Linked DNA regions of Mus musculus: all the other regions are linked to region 1. The links are chromatin contacts, called in public HiCAR-type and promoter capture Hi-C maps. All regions are on one chromosome and are shown on one strand. Each heading gives the region's core, a stretch centred on a gene start, on an enhancer-like site or on the middle of the called end of the contact. The rest is flanking DNA. Distances are from core to core; before and after follow the strand shown. Region 1 holds the start of Epm2aip1 (EPM2A (laforin) interacting protein 1). Region 2 holds the start of Fbxl2 (F-box and leucine-rich repeat protein 2). Region 3 overlaps Ubp1 (upstream binding protein 1). Region 4 holds the start of Ubp1 (upstream binding protein 1). Region 5 overlaps Clasp2 (CLIP associating protein 2). Region 6 overlaps Clasp2 (CLIP associating protein 2). Region 7 holds the start of Clasp2 (CLIP associating protein 2).

Region 1 (3,127 bases), core at 160-2,659:
GGTTATCTCTTCAGTTTCCTTTCCTCCCTGTGGCAGTGGTTCTCAACCTTCTTAAAACTGGGACCCATTGTTACATTGTGGTGACTCTTAACTATAAAATTATTTTGTTGCTACTTCATAACTGCAATTTTGCTATTGCTCTGAATTGTAATGTAAATATCAGAATTTCACGATGGTCTTAGGTGACTCCTGCATAAAGGTCTTTGGACCCCAAAGAGGGCCTGAGGTCATTTATCTCAGTGTCATCGTTCTGAATGCTTTGTCTTTTCAGTGCACTTCTGAACATTTGTCTTCTTTGGCTTTCACAACCATCAACTGATATTAACACAAAGTCCTTATGTACACAGTGTCCTTTTTGAACTTATTTGGTGGTGTGTCTACTTTGGGGTATACTATTCACTGTGCCTATTAAAGGTTAAACAGTACACGTTTAACTTCTCCCCTCCACAACCTGACGGGTCTAAGTCTCAGATGCAGGTCTAAGTCTCAGACTAGGGTCACTCACTAATTTGACAAGAGGAGAGTCAGAAAAAAAGCCCCATGTCCTGATACGTCTGAATAAAACTCAGAAGAAACTGTGCCTTGGATGTGTAGGGATTATTCCGGGAATGAATGATAAACCTAAAATGGCACACTCTGAAGACTGTTTCTCTTCCACCCTTACACATTCACACATCGTCAGCCGCGCATCTTCGTTGTATGTAACGTGGCGGCGAGCCGCATACTCCAGGAAGATACCATTAAACCAATACCACGCGTGCTTCCCCTACTTGCGACCCAAACAGGTCTCGCGCAAGTCGTGAGGACCTTCGGCCGTGTGCATAATGGGAAACCAGCCTGGCACGCGCAGGGTCCCTGTGCCCGATGCCCCCACGGTCCCCGTGCTCGGTGCCCCGCACGGTGGCCGACTGCAGCAGGTGGGTCGGCCCGCCCCGGCTCTCAGTCGGGGAACTCGGCTCCGCTCCCTCCGTACCAGTTTTCTATCATCTCTTTGATAGCATTGGCCGGCCGCTGAATGACTTCCCCCGCCGCTATGCGGTTCACTACCGTCTCGTCCAGACGCCGAATAACTCCTGCTACAAACGCCATATTGGCGCCCGAGTTCCCAGTCAGCCAATCACTCGAGCTCCTCACGCTCAAGTTCTTCCTTCAGCTTCGGCCGACTGCAGTCCTGCGCCGTCTTCCCAGCGGCAAGTGCTGATTGGGCAGCATGAATGCCAGTCAAGCGCTTTTACACGTCAGTTCCTGGGATCTCTGTCCCGCTCTAAACAGCGGCCCGACACCAGGCTAGAAGGCAACGCGCTTGCGCGTCAAAGTTCACGGTCCGCTCTTCCTATTGGCTCATTTCTGAGAGCTGAGGGAATACGAAATCTCCAGCCAATAGGAACGGAGGTGCCCTGGCGGAGGCTGGTGCACCCCTGCTCGGGTGATCTGGCGCAGAACCCAGGGGGTGCTTGGCGTTCGTCGGGCTCCTCCCCGTTTGCTGCGGCCTCAGAGCTCGGCGTTCTCCTGTGGCCTCCGCAGAATGTGGATGACGCCCAAGAGGATTAGGATGGAAGTCGACGAGGCTCTGGTGTTCCGGCCCGAGTGGACCCAGCGATACCTGGTGGTGGAGCCTGCGGAGGGTGACGGGGCCCTGTGCCTGGTGTGTCGCCGCCTGGTCGCCTCTACTCGGGAACGCGACGTGAGGCGCCACTACGAGGCCGAGCACGAATTCTACGAGCGGTTTGTAGGGGACGAGGAACGCGCGGCCCTGGTCGAGCGTCTGCGGCAGGGTGACATGTCTTTGGCCGCCGTGCTCACTCCGGAGGAGAGAGCGACCCGGGCAGGCCTCGGCCTCTGCCGCTTCTTGGCCTTGAAGGGTCGCGGCTGGGGTGAGGGTGACTTCGTACACCAGTGCATGGAGGTGTTGCTGAGAGAGGTGCTGCCGGATCACGTCGGCGTCCTGGAAGGCATTGACTTGTCTCCAGAGATCACACGGCAGAGGATTCTGAGCATTGACAGCAACCTCCGCAGCCAGCTGTTTAACCGAGCCAGGGACTTTAAGGCCTATTCCCTTGCTTTGGATGACCAGGCTTTTGTGGCCTATGAGAACTACCTGCTGGTCTTCATCCGTGGCGTCGGCCGCGACCTGGAGGTGCAAGAAGATCTTCTGACGATTATCAACCTGACTCATCACTTCAGTGTTGGGGCTCTCATGTCGGCAATTCTGGAAGCCCTGCAGACAGCAGGGCTCAGCTTACAGCGAATGGTTGGACTGACCACGACCCACACTTTAAGGATGATCGGCGAGAACTCCGGACTGGTCTCCTACATGAGAGAGAAGGCCGTGAGTCCCAACTGTTGGAACGTAATCCACTATTCGGGATTTCTTCACTTGGAACTGTTGAGTTCTTATGATGTTGATATTAATCAGATCATAAATACCATATCTGAATGGGTAGTTATGATTAAGACCAGAGGTGTTAGGCGACCGGAGTTTCAGCCTCTACTAACTGAGTCTGAGTCAGAGCATGGTGAAAGAGTTAACGGACGGTGTTTGAACAACTGGCTGAGAAGAGGCAAAACGTTAAAACTAATATTTTCACTAAGAAAAGAAATCGAGGCGTTCTTGGTCTCAGTGGGGGCAACAACAGTTCATTTCTCAGACAAGCAGTGGCTTTGTGATTTTGGTTTCTTGGTAGATATTATGGACTATCTTCGAGAGATCAGTGAAGAACTGCAGATCAGTAAAGTCTTTGCTGCTGCTGCCTTTGAACGCATCTGCACCTTTGAGGGTAAGCTGAGTTCACTTCAGAGACATATGGAGGAAGTAAATCTAACAGACTTTCCTGCCTTCAGTATAATCGTTGATGAACTTAAACAGCAGTTTAAGGAAGATCAAAAAATATTTGATCCTGACAGGTATCAAATGGTGATCTCCCGCCTACAGAAAGATTTTGAGAGACATTTTAAGGACCTCAGGTTCATTAAAAAGGACTTAGAACTTTTCTCAAATCCATTTAGCTTTAAACCGGAATATGCGCCTATTTCTGTAAGAGTGGAGCTAACAAAACTTCAGGCCAACACTGACCTGTGGAATGAGTACAGAGTCAAAGACTTGGGACAGTTTTATGCAGGACTGTCT
Region 2 (3,127 bases), core at 291-2,790, 2.8 Mb after region 1:
CTGTCCTAGGCAGAACTGCAAACACATCCCCAACCCTGGGAGCGCAGATCCCTTCCCTTTGCCAAAGGGAAGGATACAGAGTCAGGAAGGGCCAGGCACGCCCACTCTGCAGACAGCACCTAAGCCAAAGCTGAGAACTAGACGCAAATCACTCCAGAAGGCTCGGAACCAAAGCATTCCAAACAAGAAAGAAGCCTCTAGCTTCTACTCCACAGCATCTCCACAGGGGAACACAGATGCTCTACAGCACAGCCCACTTGTGTGTGGTGCCTGTAACCACAGTGATGCGGAAGTCATGGGTGAGAGTGAGGACCCCCCAGCCTAGCCAAGTCGGTGAGTCCAGGTTCAGTAAAATACGGTAGACAGGGATGGAGAAAGATGATCATTGACCTCTGAACCTCACACCGTGCCTACACACACACACACCAAGCAAATCCCATCTAATCACTCATGGCAGATACATATTTTTTTCCTTGCATTATTTATATGGAGGACATGCCCTGTACAGAGAGAGGTCAGAGGATAATTTACAGACTCTCTGCTCCCGACACTCATGGGTCAGGGGTAGAAAACTCAGGTCATCAGGATTGGCAACAAGTTCCTTTAACCCCTGAACCATCTCACCGGACCTCTAGATACGTATTTCTTAAAATTAGGCACTTCTCCATTAGCTGACCCTCAAATATCCTATTCCCAGGAAGCGTCACAAACCAGGGAGCCCACTTCTCTTCCAGATGGGGGACTCTCAAGAAATCACGGCGTAACCTTGCCCATTAGAGCCAGCACCCAAGCCAAGTCAATTAAGGCTTCAAACAAGAAGCTAATGGAGGCCAGGTGGCCTGCCCACAGCCTTTCAAGTTTATTGAGCAAAGCTAACGGCTTCTGTAAGGCGTTTACAACGTACTAATGACAGATTCATTAAATCTCTCACTGAAAGTGCAGCACTCAGGAAAAAAAAAAAAGTTCAGCTCAATGCTTTCTATTTTTATAAAAGGGGTGAAAGGGTATCTCTGAAGCCACCCATTAAATCCCGTCGTGCTGGGAGCCCCGTTAGGACGTAGAACTTGAATCAAATGCATGGTTCGGTATTGACATCATTGCATAAAAGCAGCCTGAAGTACGCAGCCTGAAATGTGTGGCTGTGGGTATCTATGTAACCACACCCTCTGGTGGCTTCCCGGGCACGCTCGTGACGAACAGCGTCACCGCGTCGGGGTGGTCCACAGAGTGGAGGTCCCGGGTGTGCAACAGAGAGCACAGCGTCCCGGTGCCCCCTGGCATCCAGGACCTGGGAACCTGGTTTCTCAGGACCGATCTCACCAGCCTTGCCCTGCCCTGCTCTGCCCTGCCCTGACGCGCCCGGCCTCATCCGACCCGGCCCTGCCCTGCCCTGCCCCGCCCAGCAGCCCTAGGCGCTTCTCTGCGTCCTCCCCTAGGCGCCCAGCATCTCCGCTGCCCCGCAGGCGCGGGCCCCAGACTCACCATGGCCGCGAGCGCGCCCACAGCCTGAAGTCACACGGCGCCGGCGACGCCCGTTGTCCTGGTGACGCCAGCCCGACGCCCCGCCCCGGCCTCAAGGTGGGCTCGGAGACCGCTATTGGCCTGCGACTGCCACGTGATCCGTAGGCACGCCCTTCGGCCCGCCCACTTCTCCTTGCCCCACGCAGCTCTGAGGAGGGAGCTGGCTGCCCTGGGGCTCCACACCTAGTCCTTTCCCATCACCACAGCATCAGCATCACCTTGACGCCCTTACAACCGACAGGTGTCCCAGATATGCACTGGCCAGAGCAAAATACCTTTGTGGATTCTCTCTATTAAAATAAACAAACAAACAAGGGGCTGGAGAGATGGCTCAGTGGTGAAAGCTCCTCTAGAGGTCCTGAGTTCAATTCCTAGCAACAGCATGGTGGCTCACAACCATCTGTAACAGGATCTGGTACCCTCTTCTGGTGTGTCTGAAGAGAATGACAGTGTACTCATATACATAAAATAAATAGTTTTTAAAGGAACAAACAACAACAAAACCCTAAATTGTTGGAGCTGGGAATGTGACTTTTAGTTGGCAGCCAATTGCCTCGGGTGCATGAAGCCCTGGGTTCCATCCCCAGTGCCACATAAACCTAGCATGGTGGTGTACACCTGTAACCTCGGCATAGGGAGGTGAAACCTGGAGGACCAGATAGGTCATCCTCAGCGAGCTCGAGGTCAGCCTGGGATATATATGACCTTGTCTTGAAAAACCAAAACCAAAACCAAAACAAATACCAATCACCCAAGATGGCACTCAATTGTTGAGGCCGTTTTAAATGATCAATGAATCCGATCACAGTAAATGCCTGCACCTGAAATGGTCACGGCTGGTATTCTAATCTACTCGCTTGCATGCTTCCAATTAAATACATTCTGAAACATGCATTTATTCTATAAGCTACTTCCTTTGATTAAAAAGTATTATCCTTAAACTGGTGCCAAGTGGCTAAGGTGGAATCCTAAGTACTTGGGAGACAGAGGGCAGCAGGGTCTCTTGAGTCAGGAGTCCAAATCAAGACTGACCAATATAGAGAGACCCCATGTCAAACACATAAACACATTGATATGTGTAGTCTTTGTAGCTCTTTTACTGATGTAGCTTAATAAGCATAGTTTCTAATTTAGTAAATCAGATGGCAATTTGTTGGGTTTTTTAAATGTGGCTGAATAAAATTTGGATACCCTCAGATCCAGTCCATCAACCTGATAGAGAAGAAATATTTAGTATAGGAATGAGGTTCAGCTGGTAGGGCGCTTGCCTAGCTCGCATGCAGGAACCCTGGGTTTGATCTACAACACTGCAGAAACCTTGTATGGTGGTGTCTTAGGGTTTTACTGCCGTGAACAGACACCATGACCAAGGCAACTCTTATAAAGGCAAACATTAGCTGGGGCTAGCTTACAGTTTTAGAGGTTCAGTCCATGATCATCGTGACAAGAAGCAGGGCAGCGTGCAGGCAGGAGCCGAGAGTTCTACATCTTGACCCACAGGCAGCAGAATAAGATCATATCTTCCAGCCTCAAGATCTGAAGCAAAAGTATGTTGTCTTCCTGCCTCAAAATTCGAATCATGGCTGTGATCTTTCCATATCTGGAC
Region 3 (3,127 bases), core at 286-2,785, 2.7 Mb after region 1:
GGCAAGTGCATGAAGAGCAGACATAGAACAGCCTTTAATATCTGGGACTTGCATGTTACTGCATGTTCTGTGGAGCTGTAAGACTCTCCTTGTACGCATTGATCACAGGGCTTGGCATTCTGCACTTTCCTTAACCTGGGGCCTTCCTCTCAAGGGTTCCTGCTGAGCCGCTCTCTGGCACATCACCTGAGCTGCAGCACCAAAGAGAATGGCAGGAGACAGTGAGGACAGTGAGGTCTCTTAGGTGGTCATCACAGTTCAGAGCTGGGATTCACTATCACCAGCTGGGATATATCTCTTCATGAGTTACAGATGTCACAACTAGGATCCCTGCTTCAGAGCTGTGTGACCCTAATAGACAGAGAACCTCTTTCTCTGCTATTTCTTTCCAAGAGTGACTCCATACAGGCTCACGTCTCATGGGAGTTAGGCCTCTCTGGTTTTTATTTATTTATAAGCTAGGACTCTGTCAAGCCCTTTCATTTGAGCCTCTGAAACAAAGCGAGCAAGTGAAGCAACGCCGTTATCTTCTGCATATGGGAGTAGATGTTTAATATATGAAGTCATATATTAAGGTCTGGAAGGTCTTGACTGATATTAAAAGAGTAAAAAGATTTTGTATACATCTCCAAATATAGTAAGTATTGAGTACATGAAAGACTTTCTCTGACTACCCCAATTTCACTGGTGCCCAGTGCTTGTTCAGTCTTGTATCCACTTCTCCCTTATATACACTGCCCTTTTTGATGCTTTTAAGGCAAATCCTAGACACCAAGTACTTAGGGAAGCAATCTGAAGGAACAGGGTGATCTTCTACTAAGCTCTCCTGTTAGAACGGGCTGTGGGGATGGAACTTTATAGTGTCTAACTTGTATTGCACACAGTGCTGTAATGAAACCCGCTCTCCACTTTGCTTCTCACTCACTGGTGACTTTGGGCAAAGTTCACCAAATGTCAATATTCCATTTATGTTTTTAAAAAGGAAAAAAAGCAGCACCAGGGCGTTAGGGAGATTCAGAAACAGGGTTACCCACAGCCCAGCGACAAGGAAAGAAAGGCAGATAAGGAATAAGGAGTCTTGTATTGGGAGCAGACGGGCCTCCTGGCCATGGCCACTGACTTATCAGCTTCTGGCACCTTGTTACCACAGCATGTGGTTTCTGTGTTAATCGTGGCTGTGTGTACTCCAGGATACCTGTTGCTGCGCAGACGGACAGACCTGTGCAGTGACACTGTGAAGCAGCAGCTCTGTCCATTCCTGTCTTGCTTATTTGAGGATCTCTGCTATTTTCCAGGTGCCGACTTATTAAAGCTGACAAAGGAGGATTTAGTTCAGATTTGTGGTGCAGCCGATGGAATTCGGCTCTATAATTCCCTGAAGTCAAGGTAAAATACCACAGACTATTTTGCGTGAGCTGAAAGTGGACTTTTCTCTGCGTGGGGGCTTTGGTGGGCAGAATGTGTTTCCACGCTAGGTTGGCGTGTGCCTGTGTGCGCCACCAAGCATCGGCAGCATTGTGCTCACGAGAAGACTGTTTTGTGTACACCTTCAGGGCAGGCACTGATGAGGGCAGAGGTAGACTAAGACTGGTAGCAATGCACATGGGCAGGACTGATTTCTTGAAGACGACTGGGTTTGTTGCCAAGAAAACAAAACTTCTAATTTAGGTGAGCTCTACAGAATCTATGGTTTTCAAGGTCATGATTATTGTTAAGCAGTTATTAAATGTGAACTTGTAACTGTCAATTAGAATGCTAGAACTGTGACTGTGCTGGCTTTGAGACCCACTGCTGCCATTACTGTCTCTAGACTTGTGTGCTGAGACTTGAGTAAACTCCAGCCTTACTGATTTCAAATTGCTTAATCAATCTTAAAACTTAAATTTACCAGCATCTGACAGACCATCTCAATGGTTTAGAGTCTGGACCTGTGATAGTTGGTGTGAGGTGTGTGGTTTTTAATATTTTTATTAGAAAATTATTTTGCATAATGAAATAACACTGTAAAGTTCTCACCAGGAAAACTAGACCGTAGATTCCTGTAGTTGTTGATTGTACCTGCTGGGGCAGCTTACCCTCACAGTCTCATTGATGGCATCTTCTGATTACAGGTCGGTTAGGCCCCGCTTAACCATCTATGTCTGCCAGGAGCAGCCGAGTAGCACCGCGCTGCAAGGGCAGCCACAAGCTGCAGGCAGTGGAGGTGAAAGTGGCGGTGGGACGCCCTCCGGTGGGTATTGAGGGCGTTTCCTTCCCATACTCCCTCAGACTCTGATGTGAGCGCGGGACTGCCGAGCAAGCACTAGGAGCAGCTGTAGGGTCAAGTCCTGGGGAAAGGAGGAAACTAGAACTTTCTTTGTCCTCGCTATGCATGCTGTAGATCTCTTTTTATGACTTTTATGTAAGACATTCCCAGCAGTCAGAACAATAACTTGCTTGAGGCTTTCTGGATGAATGTCACATTGGTTGCTTGCTGGGGAAAGAGGTTGTTGTTTTGGTTTGGGTTTCTTAGGTCTTTTCCCCCTCCATTTCATTAACTAGATGGGGACTGGGGGGACACAACTCCTGACTATCACACATGAACAAAGACAAGTGGATGTAGCAGTCTTCCTCCACCCTCCTCCTCACCCACCTGGGGTGAGCATCCATTGTGTTCCCTGCAGGCAGGATGGTGGGAGCTGTGTATTTAAGGGTCAGTGTTAGCACAAGCTGTATAGTTTACCTTCTGACTAAGGAGGACTTCTTTGCCTTGCAGATTTATCTCAGTTGGACAGTGTGAAGCACTCTGGCCTCTCCCGTCTCCTTTTCCCTCCCTCCTTTGATTAGAAACATTTTAGGAGTGTGACAGGTTGGGCCCAGGTCTTACTAGGTAGCCTAAGCTGGTCTCGGCACTGCCATTCTCCTAAATGAATTCATCCTCCAAAGCACCGAGGTTACCGGTGTGCAGCAGCACACCTTGCTCTCATTTGTGTGATGGTATCAATGTCCCCTCTCTCACATTCTGAAACAGAATGACGGTGACATTCAGCTTCAGGGAAACATGTATTGTGGCATTCTAAGAGGTAGCTGATAGTAGTAGAGCTCTGAGAAATGCCTCATGGCTTGGATTTCTTTAAATGAATGGAAG
Region 4 (3,127 bases), core at 340-2,839, 2.7 Mb after region 1:
TAGAGCTGTGAGCTGAATTAACCTGAAAGTCCTTGCTGTTTTAAGGCAGGGTCTTGGCTGGCCTAGAGCTCAACTGTGAATACCAGGCTTCTATAAACTCACAGAGATTTCTTCCCTGCCCAGTCCTCCAGTGCACTGGGACAAAGAGCACACCCCATCACCCTGGCCCTGACCTTAGATGTTGGCAAATGTTAGCTTTCAGAGGCTGTGCTTCTACATATGTGTGAGTACTCTAGTGCATAAACTGATTAAAGAGACAAATGATAGCACAATTACACTTGTCCCAAGAATCAGAGAATTACTCCCCCTTCCCCCGTTATTTCCAACAGTTAATAATAAACCTGTCAAATGAACGTTGCTGGACCCACATCCGAATCCTTTGGAAACAATATTATGTGAAAAAAGCAATAATCGAGGGCCGGCTTGGAGGGAGCAGTTCTTCTCAAAGCTTGTTAGGGATACCCAGACACAGACTTCCATGAAGCAGTAAAAGGGAGCACTTGGGCATAGATAGGAAGTCTCTATGCTTAGTGTATTCTTTGTCTTTTGCTGCGGGTATCTGTGTGTGTGTGTGTGGTTTTTGTTTGTTTGTTTGTTTGTTTGTTTGTTTTGTCTTCGTGCTACCTGAACCATAACCTCCCGGGTTTGTTTGTTGTCTTTTGTTTTAGAAAAACACTAGTTTTCTTCACGTTAACTCTCACAGCAATTTGCATGGTTTGTGTTAGCGCACATGATTAAGGAATAACGAGGGTGTCACACACTCTTGTGCTATGTGCGTCACCAGATCTTCTGGGCTCTGCAAATTTGCTTTGTTTTGTTTTGAGACAAGCCCTTGTATATAACCTTGATTCAGCCGGAGCTCGCCAAGTAGACCAAGCTGACCTCGAACTCAGACCAGCATGCTTCTGCCTCCGGATTAAAGTTGAGTTGAGAGGGGCGGGGACCTTTTAGGGAGGGCTGACTGGCTTATTCTCCTGCCAATCAAGATCTTCTGCACAACAGACCTAGCTTACATCAGACGAGATGTACCCGCTTTTCTCTGGAGCGGGGGCAAAAGCCGACGAAAGGGTATTTCCCAGAACCGACGGAAGTAGGACCTGGAACCACTTCCTCCAGTGCGGGCCAATGAGCTCTTACTTATGGCAGTCAATTTAGTCCCGGAGGGGAAGAGCGTTTTGATTGGTGGCTCAGCCGGGAACGCAGAGGCTCACGGGAATCCATTCCGGCCGCTTCGCCGTGACTGCCCAGAAGACCTGTCAGTCAGCCGAGCGTAACCGGTCACACCTCTTCCGCCGCCAGGCCGCGACACCGCGGGGGCCGGGCAGCGCCGCTCGGCCCAGGCGCTAGTGCCGCCGCGAGGCGCGGGGCCGCGAGGGGCGGGCCTGGGAGGGGAGCGGCCGCAGGGGCGGGGCCGGAGGAGGAGGCGGAAGCGGCGAGCGAGCCCAAGCCGGAGCCGCATCGAAGCTGCGTCCGGGCCGGCGGAGCGGCGGCGGCGGGGTTGGCCGGGGCGAAGGGGCGCTGGAGCCTGGGCGGGCGGGCAGAGGGCTGGGGGGGGGGGGGCGCGGCCCGGGAGCGGGTGACGGGCGTGCCGGGGGGATGCGCGCTGGGGCTGTGGGGCGGGGCGGGCGGCGGCCGCGGGAGCGGCGCCGGGGGCGGGCGGCGGCATGAGGCGCGGGGCCGGCGGCCGCGGGAGGGCGGCGCGGCTCGCGGCCCGGTCGCTCCCGCCGCAGCTGCTGGCCCGCACGCTGTGCCCTGACAGCTGGGCCTCGGCCGCTCTCGTCTCAGCCGCGTCCCGCGCCGCCGCAGGTGACCACTCGCCGCGCCGCCGGAGGCTTCACCCGCGTCCTCCCTCAGGACGCGCCCGCGGAGCTCGGGCGCCTTCGCCCCGGACCCGGAGGCCGCGCTGCGCGGGGCGGCGGCGAGGCCGGAAGATGGCCTGGGTGCTCAGTATGGACGAGGTGATCGAGTCCGGGCTGGTGCACGACTTCGACTCCAGCCTGTCCGGCATCGGGCAGGAGCTGGGCGCCGGCGCCTACAGCATGAGGTAAGGGGCGCGCGGCTGCCTCCGCCGGGCGGGGCCTGGGCCGCGGGGTCGGGGTCCTGCCGCGTGGCGCCGTGGCCTGGGAGGCCGACGGGGGCGGCTAGCGGCGGAGGACCCCGTCGCTTCTGCCTGGGGAAGCCGCGCTAGCCGTTGAGATTGGGTCAGAGGGGCAGGGACTTTCTTTCCAAGTGATTTACGAGTCCTTTTAGCTGGAGTAGGCTGTACAAAAGGCACTGTTTCTAATGGGAAAACTGTAGCTTTTCCTACGGTGCCTGGTAGCGTGGCCTGCGACTTTCAGCCGCTTGACATTCTGATAGTAAGTTATATTGTGAGTGAAAGTAGCCCTGAGGGTTGGCGAGCGCAGTGACTTGCTTGTATAGTCTCCTGATTGAGAGTGAAGTTGGGCCCTTGCTAGGTTTCTTCATTCTCAAAGTGACTCCCCTCAGGCTGTTTCCTTTTGCAGAGGGCTTTAAGATTGTGCCACACACAATAGTTTAGTCACTGCTGTCTGCACCAGCAGCTGTTCCTTTTTGTGTAATTGGGAGAGGCGGAAACAGATAGGAGCCAAGTGTGTCTGCCCCTTACTTATCCCGAAAGAGTTGAAGAGTTCTTGGTGGCTCGGCAGCCCTTTGTTTCGATGTTGGAATATGGCTTGTGTAGGGTATGGTTTACCCAAGGAGGTAAAAAACGGAGTGGTTTTTGAAACGTGTGAATTAAGTGTAGTACTTAGTTTTCAGCAGTATGGTTGGTTGTGTAAAGTGTGCGATGTGGGCTCCCTGGGGCTCTCCTACCTTTCCTGCCGCCCAGGGGAGGTCAGAAGCATTGTTAATACCCTAAGAGAAATGCCCTGGGTCAGAGCTGGTCTGCACAAGTCCAGCCTCATCCCTGAAGCAATTAGCCTTGACTCTGGCGGGTCGGGAGGTTTCTTGGCCCGTGGAAAGAAGCGGTGGAAAACATACTAAACTAAGAATTAAGCCGCTCGCATGCATCTGACCCTGACTTGGTCTTTGCTTGCCTCCCTAAACTTGGCACCTTCTTTCTCTCAGTTGTGTAACTTGAGGGCTTCGGATGAGGCGGATTGTTTGC
Region 5 (3,127 bases), core at 228-2,727, 2.5 Mb after region 1:
TTTTCTACTAAAATCAATGATAGGATAAAAAAAATAAATGTATGGAGAGAAAGTAAATTACAAGGATCAAAAGAGTGGATGGTCCTGAGAATCAGGAAAGCCAGTGCTGTGCAGAATAGTCCAAGAAGAGATGCCGTGTCAGGGAGTATTCAAAGGGCCACTTGACACAATCACACCTCTTTCTACTCTGTTGATTGACTTTCTATCCATGCCCTAAAACAACAGTATTAGCATCACTGTAAGGCAGAAGACAGGGGCCACTAAGATTGAAAGTAGCAAGTGGCTAAAAATAAAAAGCACCCTTAAAGTAGTCACTGCTGGCCTTAGCCAGCCAGCCAGCCAGCCATCGTGTGGCACAGCTCTGTGCAACACATCACAGACTTCCTAAGGCAGTCCCGTCTTACCTGTCGGATGCCAGTAGCAACACGTTTTCAAAGCTGACATTGGTAATGAACTTTACTCTTTAAAGGTTTATATATCTTCTTTGTACTTGTAGAATGATATGGTTTGATCCTCTTAACAACTACTGGCTTGAAAATTTGTGACAGATTTCTGACTTTTATGAACCTTGTTTACTATTTACTTTGGTATATTTCATGACATGTTACTTTATTAATGCCAGGTACGGTTCAAATTGTGATTATCTCTTGCTTGAATTATTGAAGGTCTTAAATCTTTAAAGAAAACCTTCCTCCTATTATTCAAAGGGAAAAAAAGCTAGCATAGACTTTAAATATATCTTAAACTGTTCAGTTATATCTTTGTTTGTTTGTTTGTTTTTCGAGACAGGGTTTCTCTGTGTAGCCCTGGCTGTCCTGGAACTCACTTTGTAGACCAGGCTGGCCTCGAACTCAGAAATCCACCTGCCTCTGGCTCCTGAGTGCTGGGATTAAAGGCATATGCTATGACGGTTGGGCAAATTAAAGGCTTTGTTGTTGTTGTCTTGTTTTGTTTATTTTACTAGATTTTATTTCTAAAGGTTTTTGATTTTAGCTCAGGGAAGCAGTCTGTTGTTGTTATATTTGTGTATATGTATGTATGTTGTACTTGTGTGTGAGTGCATACATAGATGACATGACCAGAGGTTACTACTCACTGTTGAGTGTCTTTCTCCGTTGCTCTCCACCTTATTTTTCTCTCACCGAACCTAGAACCCCCATTTTGGGTAGGCTGACCTGTGAGCTACAGAGAGAATTCTTCCTACCTGGGATTACAGAGACTGCCACTGTGCCCAATTGTGTAGGTGGATCCTGGAGATTTATACTCAGGCTCTCAGGCTCTTACAGAAAATAGTTTCCCACTGTGTGTTTCTTCCCAGCTCCTCCTGGTTTTTTTTTTTTTGTTGTTGTTGTTTGTTTGTTTTTTAAATTATGTTTCTCCCCTTTGTTTGCTTTTGCCTCTCCTTACAGAGCGGTTACTAGTTACAAGTTGGCCTTGCTGGGTTCTTCCACTGTGCCTTTAGTGTGCTTTCTTTCAACTTTCTCTTTACCCTGCATCCTAAGAAACTTTGGCAAATAAAAGTTTGAATGGTTCCAAAACCTTTCATTCTCCTTCCTTTTTTCTTGAGAGGAGGTGGGTGGGACTGAGACTGACTGTGTCTGTGTCTGTCTGTATCTGTGTCTAAGTGTCTGTGTACCCTACAATTTTTGTGAAACCTTATGTGTATACTGCATGTACGCATGGGCCTTCTGAGTTGAGGGTTTTAATAGTGAAACCTTCCATGGGTTTTCAGTGGCTGCTAGAATTTATTTCTGGCCTAGGCACTGTTATTTCTCTGTAATTTTGCAAGGTAAATAATTTTTATGCTGCAGCATAAAAATTCTTGGGATTCTGATTTGTAGCTGGACACAATAAAGTAATCCCAACACATGGAGGTGGGGGCAGGATGCTCTCCACAAATGCAAGTCCAGCCTGGACTACACAGCAAGACTGTGTCTAAGGGTTGGAAAAATCCAAGTTGCAGCTTTGATCGTTCTTCCCCAGTACTTATCCATGACTGTTACAGGCATCTTGTAGGAATGTGCTGACTGTCTTTACGGGCTTACCTCATATAATCTGCCCTTAGTTTACATGTTTGCTTTTACACTGTGCTTACAGTATTGGGTTCTAGTGTATGGATTTTGAAAATAAAGTGATTTAAGTTATAATTTTTAATAATTTCAGTGTTCAGATCTCAGTTACTTTATAAATATCTTCTTTTCAGCTTGTTTACTGTAGGATTCAAGTTAGATTCCCCACTGTTTTTGGCTGCTACATCTCTTATCAGCAAGAGAGTTGATCTCCCTTTGTGGCATTTATTTAGCACCTCTCCGGCGAGCTTTTTCTGTACTACAACTTGGTGATTCATTGCATTAGTGCTTTGCTTGATTGTTTTATTTTGTTTTTGTTCATGTTGTATTTGGCCTTTAGGAAACTCTTGTAGTTGAAGATGACCTTGAAGTCCTGATCCCCCTGCCTTCCTCTCCTAAATGCCTCGATCACAGGCCTGTACCATCACACCTGTATCTGTATCTATTGTATTTTCTGAAAATTGAAAACACTTTGAATGGCCTGATCAAAACTGAGTCTGATTTGAGCGTTTTGTCTTGTGGATGCAGGCTCTTCAGTGGTGCTGCTACGTGCGACTGCGGTGGTTTGAATGAAAGTCTCCACATGCTCTTTCATTTGAATGCTTGGTCCTCAGGTGGTAGAACTGTTGGGAAAGATTAAGAGGTGTGTCGTCAGATTTGGATTTCTGTCAGAGGACGAATAATATCTGGGTGTCTTTGTGTGTCTAGTTATCAACCATATCCTTTCTTTATGTAGCTTCCTTTGTGTTTCTGCTTTCAATATCCTTTGATTCAAATTCTTTGTAGGGTATCATGACACTGGTTTTAAAGGAGGCCAAGAATACAATGCGAGAGACCATAAAGAGGCTGCTCCAGTGCTGTAGACAGTGCTGTAGACAGTGCTGTAGACAGTGCTGTAGACAGTGCTGTAGACAGTGCTGTAGACAGTGCTGTAGACAGTGCTGTAGACAGTGCTGTAGACAGTGCTGTAGACAGGCGCTGTACAGATCCTGCTTAGATTAGAAGTAGCAGCAGAAGTGATGAGGAGCGGGTGGGTGTGCTTCCTACACTGCCGGGAG
Region 6 (3,127 bases), core at 193-2,692, 2.5 Mb after region 1:
TGCTGCACTAGTCCTAAACAGTTGTTTTGCCTTATTGGTATAAGCTCGTTTTCCCTTTCCTCACAGACTAGGTAGTCATAAAATGACCTGCTCCTAATGTCTCCATATTTGTGTCTTGCATTAAAAAGAGGAAAGCTTTAATTATAAAACGTTTGCGGTTGTTCCATGTGACAGTTTGTTGTAGGGAGTTCACCTCTATTGAGTACTTCCTAGACCACTGTGCCCATATAATTTCAGCATTCTTAGCATAGATGAAACCCATGTTCTTGGAATTGCTTAGATGCTTATATATGGGACATGATGTTTCTCATAATCATTGAAATTTAAAGTGAAAAGTATGTAAATAAAAACTCAGAATTGTGGTTCAGCTATCAAATGGGCAGGAACACACAAAAAAACAAGCAAAGCCTTGTAAATGTGAGTTGAACATCTCTGATCTGACAGTCTAAAAGTTTTTGTTCATTGACATAACATTAATACTCTAAATGGAAAACTACACACCTGATCCAGGCTATAGTCAGAATTTAGTTGCATTAAAAATGTTATATAACTTATGCTCAGGTTACATGTGTAAAGTAAATATGGAACAAATATGAATTTCACATTTGAGTTTGTATCAATAAGATTTCTTAATGTTAATGTAAATATTCCAAAATTTGCAAAGTGCCCCACATGTGGAGCACATCTAACACCTGATGGCTTGATTGTAAGGTTAGGAGGACTTAGATTGTCTCGTGCATCTCCTGACTTTGTATCATGTGTGTCTACTTGTTTTTCCAATAGTACATCTGGGAGCAGCTAGCTTCTGGCTTCAAGCACAAGAACTTTCGATCTCGAGAAGGCGTGTGCCTGTGTCTTATTGAGACCTTGAACATGTAAGTCCTGTGCTTACTGAAATGACCTTCTTTCTCTTAGTCATTTCTCGAGGGTTTTTCACAGGGTGAAGAAAGAGTGGAAAAATATAACCTTTAATGCTACTTTTATATATATATAAGGTATCTTTCATGTTAATTTTTGAATTTATAGGTTTTTACTTAGCCATCCAGCATTGATGGTTATAAACCTGATAATGTTAATAACTTTGCATCTTTTTCTGTTAGTATCTGCTTCAGTGATTCAATGACTCAGTGCTGTGTCACATGTTAAAGCCATTTCCCTACATCCCTTTTACCAGTTGACCCTAGTCTGGATGGAGCACTGTGGGTGACAGGTAGAGGTCTGCAGAGCCTCTCTGAGCTCTGCCTGGACTCTGTACAATACTCCTAGTTGTAGGGGACAGAGTCCTCACAGCACAGGTGTCACAGGGCTAAGATGGTGGCAGAAGGAGTGTGAGTGGAGGCGTTTGTTTGTATTCTAGAAGACTTTCCAGACTGTGAAGTATGGTAGGTAATAGGTAGCCCCTTTGCCTTTTCCTGTGCATGACACGACTTCCTCTTCTTTCACTGCTCTGGGTCCTTCCTGCTAGCAAGTGCTGGTCAGGGCCTTCAGTCGGCACACTTTCTGAGTGTTAGTGCTCCTGTCCTTTGAATTCCACCTAGACTTCAGAACGTTAGTAAACAGAAATATCTCTTAACTTACTTCATCTCACTGTATATTAAGACTCAACTCAGATTTTTTTTTTAAGTAATTGATAGGCTGCCAGGGTTGTCAAACTGCTGTTGAGAATTTTGCCCAGTTGGGTCATGTGCTGACCTTCATTTTCAACATCTGTCCCGATTAGTTTTATGTCAATTTGACACAAGCCATAGTCATCTGAAAGGAGGGATCAGTTGGGAAAATACTTCATAAGATCTGGCTGTAAGGCAGTTTTTTAGTTAGTGATTGATAGTTGAGGGTCCAGCTCATTATGGGTGGTCCCATCCCTGGCTGGTTGTTCTAGGCTCTATAAGAGAGCAGGCTGAGCAAGCCCTGGGTGCAAGCCAGTAAGCAGGACCCTTGATGGGCTCTTGTGTCAGCCCCTGCCTCCAGGTTCCCGCCCTGTCTGTTTCATGGTCCCACGCAGTAGTCATCCTAACTAGGGCTGCATCAGATGCCTGCTAGGGTCTACTTTGTGTTGCTCAGCATCACTTTGCCTGTTACTCATCTTTCCTTAACAGTCTGTGTCCATGCTTTCTGTACAGAGATAAGAAGAAAGGCTAGTCGGTAGTGTTCAGCACCTTCAATCCCAGCATGAGGCAGAGGCAGGTGGGTGTCTGAGTTGGAGGCCAGCCTGGTCAACAGAGTGAGTTCAAGGACAGCCAGGGCTACACAGAGAAACCCTGTCTCTAAAAACAAAACAGAAAAAGTAGAAGAAAAAGAAGATAGTACCAGGATATTTTGTTCACTCTTTAAATGAAACTAAAATTTTTTTCCCCTTAAATTATATTTAGCTTTGGGACTCAACCACTGGTCATCAGCAAGTTGGTGCCGCATTTATGTGTCTTATTTGGAGACTCTAACAGTCAGGTAAAAACATTACTTACCTTCAAGCATTGACTGGTCTTTTTTGAGGGCGGGAGGGGGCAGCCCTTTTTTGTGCTCTTCCCTTATTTAAGCCATAACAGTAAAGAGAGAGGAGGTGGATAGTGAAAATTTTGCCTTCTTTTTTGTTTTTAAATTAAATGAAGGTCTGGTTGTTTTGCTCAGAATCCACTGGGCTCACGTGATCTTCCTGCTCTACCCTCCCAAGTAGCAAGAACTACTGGCCTCTTCTCCTTCTCTCTCCCTCTTCCCCCTTGTTCTACCAGGGGTTGTTCGTTTTGAAAGGAACGCTTGTCAGTACTTGGGCTGATGGTAAAGACAGAGGAACTAATGGTTAGTTCTTGAGTGTGACAGATTCAGAGACTTCTGGGTTCCCTTCTTTAGTCCAGCTTTATGTTAACTGCTAGATTGTTCCCGGCCTATGTGCTTGAATGTGCTTTTACAGGAATGGTTGCAGTTGTTGATAGCCCTGTTTAATAGGAAAAGCCTGTGTCCATGGTGCATCTCTTACTTGATGTGGCTGTGCTTTCTTTAGTCAGGAGCAGAGGGCTGCACTGCCTCATCCCTCCCCGAAAAGTCAGCTGTAATATTTCTATAGTTACCTGGAAACTAGTTAGGGCATGTCCATCTTAGAGTCCCAGCTGTCCCCCCACAGTTTGTAGTTTCT
Region 7 (3,127 bases), core at 318-2,817, 2.5 Mb after region 1:
GATTACTGGGGTGCTCCACCAAGAGAAAGACAGTTCCTAAATGGCAACATTCAAAGCAACACCTGTGTTATTTAAGGGATGATATTTTAAAAATTCAAAATACTTTAAAAACATTTATTTGTATGTGTACTTTTAATGTGTTATGGGTATTTTATGTACTTGTACCATGGGCATTGCCTGGCGCCTTTAGAAGTCAAAAAGGGCATCGGATCCTCTGGAACTGTAGCTAGATGGTTGTGAGCTGCCATGTGGATCCTGGGAATCGAATCTAAGTCATCTGCAAGAGATCTGATGATGCCTCTGCCTCCAAGGGCACCCAAACTCAGGTGCTTATGCCAACCATTATGGAAAACTGCAAACAACCCAGAGGCCTATTGCTATATGGACGGATGGATCAACAAGTCAGAGTATAACGGGGAAGGATTAAGTATAAAAAGGTAGAGACTTTTAAGATACGTACTTCATGGAATGAAATACCAACATTTTGCTATGAGAAGTTAGACCCAAAGATTACAGCAGCAGATTGAGCCCTAGGGATATTGGGATCAGGGTTAAAGAAACTGGGAGAGGGGGAGGAAAGGAAAAAGAACACAGTGTGGAGTTACATAACTTTAAAAAATGGAAAATTACCCTACCATGTTAGAAATAAGTTTAGAATGCAAGAGACTGAGTTCCCGACTCGTCCAAGTGTCACAGCTAAACCTGTTCTCTACAACACTGGGCTGGAGAGATGGCTCAGCAGTTAAGAGGGTTTGCTGCTTTTGCAGAGAACCCAGGTTCAGTTCCCAGCATTCACATCAGGTGGCTTACAACTGCCACTTAACTCCATCCAGATCTGACTTCCTGGAACTTTTGGTTTCTGCAAGCGGGCACACTCAGGTGCACACACGTACACATGAAATAAAAAGAAATCTTATAAGTTAACGGCCCCAGCCATCCCCAAACAAAACTCGAGTTCTGTGGCTCAGGCTTGGGAGGCAGGGGTAGGGCCAGAAATGTAAGACCATACTGTAGGGTGAGTTCGAGGACATCCTGTGCTGCCTTTAGTCTCTGTCCAAACAAAAATCAAATTAAAGTCGCCCAGGGCAGAGGTGGTTAGTGGGTAACGGCGGTCTGGGGGCTTCCCGAAGTGAGGGTGGGAGGTGAAAGTGCGTCAAGAGAAAATGTGGATCCATTTGCAAAACCTCGGTATCAACTGGAAACAGAAAGTCCTCCAGGGCGACTGTGGGGGTGGCAGCAGGAAGGGACAGCCAGGCCTGTGCCGAGGAAGAACGCGACCCGTGTATTCCGGTTTTAAGAGACGGCAGGGGCGGGGCAGGGAGAGAAGTACCAAAAAGTTTTGAGTCTTGATGATGGCGGCGGAGCGAATCGCCGGAGATGCCGGAATTCCCACACTGGCCTTCCAGGGTCGCCCACGCGAGGCGACCCACACGGCCCCGACAGCCCAAGGCTCGGGCCATCAGTAGCGCCACAGGCCGCAGCCCACAGGGGCTCGGGCGCGCCGGGAGGCCGGGCTGGAGGCCGGGCGCGTCGCTCTGACGTCACGCGCGCGCTGACGTCGCCGGCAGCCGCAGCCTCTGAAGCGGGGCTGGGACCGGGGGGCGCCGAGTTTGATTAGTTTAGGGGGGCCGTCCCCCGCCGGCCGCCGCACCCCAGGCAGCGGCGTCTCTGCGTGTCGGCGCGTCCCGGAGGCTTCACCGCCGCGCCTCGGCGGTGCTGCGAGGAAAGTTGGCGTGTAAGGGGCGACGGGCGTGTGAGGGGTGGCGGGCGCGGCCATGGAGCCCCGCGGCGCCGAGTACTTCTGCGCCCAAGTGCTGCAGAAGGACGTGAGCGGCCGGCTGCAGGCGGGCGAGGAGCTGCTGCTCTGCCTCGGCACGCCCGGAGCCATCCCGGACCTGGAGGACGATCCGAGCCGCCTGGCTAAGACCGTGGACGCGCTCACCCGCTGGGTGGGCTCGAGCAACTACCGGGTGAGCGGCGGTGCGAACGGGCGCGCGGCCGGGGCGGGCGGGCGCGCTGCCGCCGGGGTCCGGGGACGCGCTGGCATCGCCCCCCAGGGCTTGGGGTACGGCCCCAGGCGGCGGTTCGGTGACACGTTGCTGTGTTGCTTGGCGCTTTACAAAGTGGTAACTTGCGGCCCAAGGCTTTAAGACTTTGTAACGTTTGTCTACGCCCGATGGCAACGCCTGCGCTGAGATGGGGCGTTTGAGTACGGCGTGAAGTTGGACCGTCAAGTTCATCTCTTGCTGTTATACTTAATCTCCAGTTTCTTTTCTCTCTACCCTCTCTTCATCCCTCTCCGCCTCTCTTCCTTTTTTTTTCTTTTTTGCTTCTCTCTTCCTCCCTCTCTTTCCTCTGTCGTTCCCTCCCCGTCTCCCTCCTCTCTTTTCCTCTCCCCTCTCCCTTTCTCCCTCTTTTCTTTCGTAGTCTTTACGTGAAGGTTGAGATCACCCAAAAGCACCGTTAGCGCGTATTCAGGTCCTTCGCACGGAAGGACTGCTCATCTCATGGCATTTATTCACATTTCCCTTAATTGACAGCAGAAAGCCGTTGACCACTCATCAGTTCTCTTGTTTTCCCGCAGTTGGGACGAACTTAGATTTGAAACACTATGGTTTAGTTGATGCTGCAAACGAAGCGGGAATGGGGAGGAGTGCGGTAAGGTACGAGGAGGAATGGGTGTCCGGTCAGCATCAGGGAGTTGTTATGTAGCCACCGATGGAGAAAAGTGAATATTCTGTAATTAGTTGGAGTTGTTAGTGGTTACTTTTCTTTTTAGTCTTCTGGTGGCAGTATTGCTTTAAAATGCAGGCGGGAGCTCCCGTGGATGGAACGATTCTTAGTGATGTATCCAGCAAATAGGCTGTACTTTGAAAGCTTCTATCTATAGAGACAAGAAAAGCAGTTTTAATGATGAGATCTTTATGGAATTGTTGGAAGGTTAGACTTAGCAAGATTTAAAATAAAGTTTTCCTAGCACATATTATCAAATGTACATAATGGGTTTCACTGGCATCTTCATGCATGCATCTGTGTAATGTACGTTGTTCACTTTCACCGCTATTTCCCACTCTTGCTATTTCCATATAGTTCCTCTCTACCTTTGTATCTTTTTTTTTTTTGATTA

What was found. Promoter capture Hi-C pulls out the DNA fragments that hold promoters and counts their contacts. HiCAR-type assays count read pairs that join an accessible place to other places.
Region 2: a contact with region 1 is called in a promoter capture Hi-C map of hippocampal neurons, with 4 times the contacts expected there. The contact joins the promoter of Fbxl2 here to the promoter of Epm2aip1 in region 1. A contact is called at or near these places in 2 of 39 promoter capture datasets (cranial neural crest and hippocampal neurons) and 2 of 115 datasets of contacts at active chromatin or transcription factors (astrocytes and embryonic stem cells).
Region 3: a promoter capture Hi-C map of fetal liver shows a contact between it and region 1, with 5 times the contacts expected there. The contact joins the enhancer-like site here to the promoter of Epm2aip1 in region 1. A contact is called at or near these places in 8 of 39 promoter capture datasets (the 3T3-L1 cell line, cranial neural crest, embryonic stem cells and 4 more) and 3 of 115 datasets of contacts at active chromatin or transcription factors (astrocytes, extraembryonic endoderm stem cells and large pre-B cells).
Region 4: a contact with region 1 is called in a promoter capture Hi-C map of liver, with 7 times the contacts expected there. The contact joins the promoter of Ubp1 here to the promoter of Epm2aip1 in region 1. A contact is called at or near these places in 8 of 39 promoter capture datasets (the 3T3-L1 cell line, the C10 cell line, cranial neural crest and 3 more), 1 of 484 Hi-C or Micro-C datasets (embryonic stem cells), 13 of 115 datasets of contacts at active chromatin or transcription factors (the 230-238 cell line, astrocytes, bone marrow-derived dendritic cells and 9 more) and 1 of 9 other capture datasets (adipose tissue).
Region 5: a contact with region 1 is called in a HiCAR-type map of astrocytes, with 7 times the contacts expected there. The contact joins the enhancer-like site here to the promoter of Epm2aip1 in region 1. A contact is called at or near these places in 6 of 39 promoter capture datasets (the C10 cell line, cranial neural crest, hippocampal neurons and 2 more) and 6 of 115 datasets of contacts at active chromatin or transcription factors (acute myeloid leukemia, astrocytes, epiblast stem cells and 3 more).
Region 6: a promoter capture Hi-C map of the HPC-7 cell line shows a contact between it and region 1. The contact joins the enhancer-like site here to the promoter of Epm2aip1 in region 1. A contact is called at or near these places in 7 of 39 promoter capture datasets (the C10 cell line, the HPC-7 cell line, cranial neural crest and 4 more) and 4 of 115 datasets of contacts at active chromatin or transcription factors (bone marrow-derived dendritic cells, embryonic stem cells and large pre-B cells).
Region 7: a promoter capture Hi-C map of pre-B cells shows a contact between it and region 1, with 4 times the contacts expected there. The contact joins the promoter of Clasp2 here to the promoter of Epm2aip1 in region 1. A contact is called at or near these places in 10 of 39 promoter capture datasets (the 3T3-L1 cell line, cranial neural crest, embryonic stem cells and 6 more), 1 of 484 Hi-C or Micro-C datasets (erythroblasts), 5 of 115 datasets of contacts at active chromatin or transcription factors (the 230-238 cell line, bone marrow-derived macrophages, embryonic forebrain and 2 more) and 2 of 9 other capture datasets (adipose tissue and liver).

The regions. Positions count from the first base shown.
Region 1 is chr9:111,270,436-111,273,562 of GRCm38.p6, forward strand. It overlaps Epm2aip1 (EPM2A (laforin) interacting protein 1), which reads left to right and starts at 1,410. Exons shown (of 1, transcript NM_175266.4): 1 at 1,410-3,127. The coding sequence starts at 1,526. It overlaps Mlh1 (mutL homolog 1), which reads right to left and starts at 1,173. Exons shown (of 19, transcript NM_026810.2): 1 at 974-1,173. The coding sequence starts at 1,089.
Region 2 is chr9:114,025,211-114,028,337 of GRCm38.p6, forward strand. Fbxl2 (F-box and leucine-rich repeat protein 2) reads right to left here and starts at 1,541. Exons shown (of 15, transcript NM_178624.6): 1 at 1,483-1,541. The coding sequence starts at 1,485.
Region 3 is chr9:113,968,031-113,971,157 of GRCm38.p6, forward strand. Ubp1 (upstream binding protein 1) reads left to right here. Exons shown (of 16, transcript NM_001372510.1): 12 at 1,296-1,386; 13 at 2,112-2,230. It also overlaps a transcript of Fbxl2 not described here. Among named protein-coding and RNA genes, the nearest start is that of Ubp1, 38 kb to the left of the region's middle. Within about 2 kb of position 1,536, at least 34 of the 459 cell types and tissues checked have an H3K27ac peak or open chromatin away from gene starts, as enhancers often do. A contact at or near this core is called in fetal liver, where this site is marked.
Region 4 is chr9:113,929,723-113,932,849 of GRCm38.p6, forward strand. It overlaps Ubp1 (upstream binding protein 1), which reads left to right and starts at 1,590. Exons shown (of 16, transcript NM_001372510.1): 1 at 1,590-2,044. The coding sequence starts at 1,932. Gm39439 (a long non-coding RNA gene) reads right to left here and starts at 1,204. Exons shown (of 4, transcript XR_003948257.1): 1 at 1,005-1,204.
Region 5 is chr9:113,797,119-113,800,245 of GRCm38.p6, forward strand. All of the region lies in intron 7 of Clasp2 (CLIP associating protein 2), which reads left to right. Among named protein-coding and RNA genes, the nearest start is that of Clasp2, 57 kb to the left of the region's middle. Within about 2 kb of position 1,478, at least 12 of the 459 cell types and tissues checked have an H3K27ac peak or open chromatin away from gene starts, as enhancers often do. A contact at or near this core is called in astrocytes, where this site is marked.
Region 6 is chr9:113,769,414-113,772,540 of GRCm38.p6, forward strand. Clasp2 (CLIP associating protein 2) reads left to right here. Exons shown (of 40, transcript NM_001114347.1): 4 at 784-875; 5 at 2,370-2,445. Among named protein-coding and RNA genes, the nearest start is that of Clasp2, 30 kb to the left of the region's middle. Within about 2 kb of position 1,443, at least 13 of the 459 cell types and tissues checked have an H3K27ac peak or open chromatin away from gene starts, as enhancers often do. A contact at or near this core is called in the HPC-7 cell line, where this site is marked.
Region 7 is chr9:113,739,906-113,743,032 of GRCm38.p6, forward strand. Clasp2 (CLIP associating protein 2) reads left to right here and starts at 1,568. Exons shown (of 40, transcript NM_001114347.1): 1 at 1,568-1,970. The coding sequence starts at 1,776.